Linked DNA regions of Arabidopsis thaliana: region 1 is linked to region 2. Evidence: chromatin contacts called from public capture Hi-C data. All regions are on one chromosome and are shown on one strand. The core of a region is the stretch at or near the end of the contact, and the rest is flanking DNA. Distances in the headings are between cores, read along the strand shown.

Region 1 (2,722 bases), core at 50-2,549, 62 kb before region 2:
TCTTTGTCGTTCCAGTCACGTAATATCCGCTACGTAAACAATTTTAGTTTGTAAATTATAGTAATCATAAAATTTTCCATTCAAGATACGTATGTATATGTATAACGTATGTATATGTATATAACTTACCCTCATGAAGATTGCATCTCCTTTTGGAACGTCTATAAACATATCTCCGGGTACATGCTCAACTCCTAAAAATTAATTTTGGTAAGACTAAATAAAATTAAATCAATTTTCAACTTGTCAGAATTGATCAAATGATGTACCGGGATAAGAAGGAGCAGTGGCTAAAACTGCGGCTAGATCGAAATTGATACCCTTAATTTGAGGATACTTGGACGAAATGACAAGATTTAGAATGGTGCCAAGTCCTCCTCCAATATCAACTAAAGTATTTACATCTTTTAATCCTTTGTAAACTTCTAAAATCTTCGTCATGATCATGGTAGAGGAATCTGACATTGCCTGGTTAAATATAGCAGCGAATTGTTCGTCCGTACAACGTATTCGTAGAGTCCCATGCCATGGGCAGAACTGAATGCATCTTTTTCTTCGTGTATCACATCCTTCAGATGTGTCCTGTAACATAAATCTTCTATTGTTCATTGAAAGTACGTGTATATATAGAGTACCTTTATCGCATATTGGTTTAGTAAAGAGGTTATTAACCGGTTTAATACAAATGAGGATCAACTACTAATTTGGCTGATTTGCAAATATTTAGGTACGTATAACGTACCAAGTTTTGAAAAAGACTTGGCTTTGGAGCAACATGAACTGGGACATGAGAGAACCTGAGTTGACTCCACGGTTTACGAAAAAAGCGCAAACCGGTTCCGCTGCATATACCCTTTGGGTACTTTCGGTTCGATTGTTTTCTCCGGTTTCAACTAAACGACATTTCAAGATCGAGTGGCTGACGAGTAACCGTAACATACGGTCTATCAACATCGGTGCCTCTGGGTTGGTAGGCTTGGTAGGGAGACCAAAAGCTATCTCGGAAGGCGAGAGCCATACGCCCTCCTCAAGGGCAACAATCGTATGGAGGACGCCAAGCTCCAATTAAGGCAGCTTTGAAAACCATGGGAAAAGCCAATGAGTTTGTGATCCTCAACGCTTGCATTTGCATGCTCATCATTTCTTCGTCAACTTGTTCTTGTTCTCTGGTTGGACCCGGTTTAGGGTAAGTGGTTAAGGACTCTTGATGATGGTTTGTCATTGTTGTCGTTGGTTAGAAAATAGAATAAGATGGATAACAAAGGTAGAGTCGGAAAGAAAGGATGGTGTCAACAGGTAAACTTAGTTCCATTTTATAGGGAGAGATCTCAAACCAAGTGTACCGAGTACCGACATTTGATTTGGTGACTCATGACTACGATTTGTGCCTAAAATTTTATATTCATAGGGGCTAACGAAAGCATTATCTACATCAGTCTAAAAATTCACCTTATGTCTACAAATTTTATGTTGAAGAAACGTCTAAATCTTGCTTGCATCGATTGATATCAAACAATTATGCAAAATCTCAAATTTCTCGAGGTAATATGATAACCTTACAAATTTTCTTTTATTTTGATGACCAACAAAAATAATAAGGGACTAATGTAATTCATGAAGACTTGACCATGGATACAATGTGAACCATCTTAAAGTGATATCTTTGGCTGGACAACCCACGTGATAATCTACGAAGACGGACGTGGTTCTAAGTGGAGGCTATCAATAGCAAACCTAATTATGCATAGACCTATTTAGGGATTAAGCTTCTTGGTTTGTTTGAGTAATGTTAGGCAAACGAAAAAGTGAAACCGGCATAGATAATAAGACCATCTCCATTAGGAGTATCTTAATATTGAGTTTCTCACTAATAAAATAATAATTAAAAAAAAGAGAGAATGTAGAAAGTTTCTCAAGTGAGAAACTATGAGATACTCTCTACATGCAATCATAATATTTCTTTACTTTCAATTGGTTCAATTTTTTTACTAAAATAAAAATTTAATCATAAAACAAAATTATAATAAAATATTAATATTTTTTTTTGTTTGAGAAACTAAATGGATTTCTCCTTGATGGAGATACTCTAATACTTCAACAATTAAACTAATTTGAATCTTTAGACTTCCATTAATAATGTTTACATTTAGATTCTGAATAGTAAAAATTGTTTAAATATATATTCAAACTATAAGTTACTTGAATCACACTTGAGAGCGGATCCAAAAGTAAGTAGGAAACATTGACGATAATGGTATTAGGGCTGGGGAAAAAAAAACTGGATCCGATTACCTGAACCGGAACCGACCCAAAAAATTGGACCCAAAACTGAACCCGAAGATGTACCCTATTGGGTCCTAAATTCCTCTACCCGAAAATACCTGAATATTTTATTCGAAAATCTAAATTTTATCCGAAACCCAAAATTTTACCCGAAAATCCATATATTTACCTAAAAATCGAAAATTCTGGTATCGGTTCCAAAAGAGCCTGAAATTCTACACCAAACTTATCTGAACCCGACTGGAACCGAACCGAAACCGAACTGATAATTTAGATTTACCCTATTGGATCTTAAACTTCTTTATCCGAAGGATTGGTATCCGATTGGGTTTTACCCAAATACAAACGGCTTACCCCAATGCCCACCCCTACTGGTATACAAGGAGTGTTTGAAAAAGTCATCAAACATACATTGTTATATTCTTCATTTCGACATAAT
Region 2 (2,700 bases), core at 97-2,596:
GGTTTGATGAATCAGATTTTTTTTTTACACAAGAAGTACTACAACATACACACAAAAACATTACTTAGGAAGTTGTAACTTTATTGTCCCATAAAAATTGATCTATAAGTTTTAGAATTTATCAACACCAACACCAGGTCGTATTACCTCATAAGCATCTCTGCTTCTGCTTTTCTTAATCCCGGCTGTGAAATATACCTTTGATGAATCAGCTGAGATACAAGTCACTTTCACCCATATCATAACCTTTGTCTTCATGCCTTCCACTTCTGCTAGCTTCCCTTTCTCCAAGTAACCCGTTACCGTAGTTGAAAACCGCAGAACCGATGAATCTCTGTACCCAACTTCACATGTCTCAGGGATGAATACAGTCAATTTACCCGTCTCTTCGTTGAATTCATAGTTTGTAGCATCCTGTGGGAAGATCCCAACTGGTAGACCAAATTCCTTCAACAATTCAGGTAATGGCTTCTGCATTTTTCCTATCAATAAACAAGAATAACACACATAGCCAAAACATGACTAACAAACTATACAGATATTTCAAGAACTGAAGGAGATTTAAATACATAATACAAACCTTTGAGTTTGTTGACTAACCACTTGGTACCTCCTTCAATACTGCTAGACAATGACTGCAAAAATGAATCCAAATATCATCAGACTCAGGAACATTTGTATCTCATGAGATCCAAACTTTTTCATGATATGTTACCATAAAATACAAATTGCAGCATTAACAGTTCAAATGGAATCCATACTAATAGCAAATCACTATCCACTCTTTCTTTCTATAACAAGCTGAAGAACCCTCCACTAAAGATCAATGAAGGATTCAATTAAGGTAAAAAGTTATGAAATTTCTGTTAAAACAGGACAATGTTTATTAAACTAGACCATGTAACTCCAGACAATAAGACAAACATGTTCACAAAACCAAGCATTAGAAAGACTAAAAAGCCTTCGAAATTAAAAACCCTTAATCAAAGATTGATGCTTTTTCCTCTCAAACAGGAAACTAAAACCCACAAAGCAAAAAGTCTTGAGGATAACTAAAAGAGAGGAAAAATGTAAATTTTACATTGAAATCGTCACCGACGGAATTGAACTCTTTGTTTGCCTTTTGCCCTAACCAGTAAGAGCCAACTTTGTTCAGTATCTGATCCATATCTCTCCTCTTCTGTGTAAAAGCTTAATCCGTCGAGAGAAGGAGAAGACTTCTGCGTTTGAGGAATCGTTTCGTCGTCTATAGTTTTTGTGTTTCTCACCGTGTCTAAGTAACTAAAAAACAGCGCAACGTTAGTTGTTAAATTATCAAAACGACACGAGTTTTACTCTGACGTTCCCATGTTATTTGATTTGTTTCTCATTAAAGAAACAGTGAGAACGCTTTGGTCAACTTTGACAACCCCCACGTGTAAAACTAAGAACACCTTAATCATGTTTAATAATTTATTATTCCCTTTGTTTCATTAATGCATGCTATGAAACTAAATTTCAAGTATTTGAACTATTTTTTTGTTTCATGTTCTAACATTAATCTTTGTATTAGGGTCAAAAAAATTGTTTTAGGCTACTAATAACATAGAAGTTTTAAAAAGTTATGGGGTCAGTTGACCCTCCTATAAAGCATTGTTTTTCCCCCTGGTTTGGATTAATGAATACTATACCAAACAAATACATCTACACACATAATCCAGCACGAACATGCGGTCCGAATCTAGTTTTAAGAAAATTAACAATAACTGAAAGATGTACAATATAGTCGTATCTCAAAGCATTTAATCGTTGGAAGAAAACATATGAATATATGCAAATTTTTGATATATGAGAACTAAGTATCTCTGTAGCCATGAAGTTTCAACATCCACTTTGTATCGTCACTAACTGATAATGAATTTACAAGGCTTGATTCATTTCCTCAACAAAGAAAACATGACAAGTTTGCATATCATTAGAAGACAAGATTTAAAAGATTTTCTATAAGGTTAGAAGCACTCACCAAGAATATGATTTCGTTTAGTTCGTCATCTTCTAGAATTCTGTAAAAAAAATCACCATTAAAAAGCTCTCCACATCGTCATATTCGACCTTTAGATATATGCAAATGCATATGAAAAACCTCTATTAATTACAATTGTACCACAACTTCATATGCTCATTTTATTGTAATGAAATTGTTTTTTATGTAGCTAGTTAAATTATGGTTCAATTTTGAACTCTGAAAATATAAAAAACAAAGCTACAATAATTATTAGGTTGTGCAAATCTTATTCGCCGTGGTTGTATGAACCACATGAAACATTACTATTACTTAATTTGTAAAGAAGCAAGAGAGAATGCTCGTGAACTGAGCTGTAAATGTATTGTGACCTAAAACCTAGTTGGATCGTATTGGGCAAAAGCAACACCCGGAATAGCAGGGGTTCTGACAGTCATTCTCACTAACATCCATCTTTCATGAATATCTGCATCATGGATGATATTAAAGTTTTCATCAAAAGCATAGAAGCCAGTAGCTATCCTGACATTGAAAATATGGGCTCCACTCCTCATTTTTGATATACAGTTAGTTTTGTGCAAGATTTTCCGACGGATTCACCATCTGTTCTGGAAAGTTAACCAGATCCATGAGGAAGAAAGAGATCGCTCACCGAAAAACTCATATCCAATTTGAGGAGAGAGATTGAGAGAGTTAAA

Evidence for each region. Capture Hi-C pulls out chosen DNA fragments and counts their contacts.
Region 1: a contact with region 2 is called in a capture Hi-C map of seedling, with 1.6 times the contacts expected there. The contact joins the promoter of AT5G37170 here to the promoter of AT5G37070 in region 2. A contact is called at or near these places in 6 of 26 Hi-C or Micro-C datasets (cotyledon, leaf, root and 1 more) and 2 of 3 other capture datasets (root and seedling).

The regions. Positions count from the first base shown.
Region 1 is chr5:14,711,311-14,714,032 of TAIR10.1, reverse strand. It overlaps AT5G37170 (O-methyltransferase family protein), which reads right to left and starts at 1,299. Exons shown (of 4, transcript NM_001344165.1): 1 at 743-1,299; 2 at 270-582; 3 at 130-194; 4 at 1-29. The coding sequence starts at 465.
Region 2 is chr5:14,649,559-14,652,258 of TAIR10.1, reverse strand. It overlaps AT5G37070 (hypothetical protein (Protein of unknown function, DUF538)), which reads right to left and starts at 1,346. Exons shown (of 3, transcript NM_123066.4): 1 at 1,082-1,346; 2 at 581-635; 3 at 1-482. The coding sequence starts at 1,168. The coding sequence ends at 112.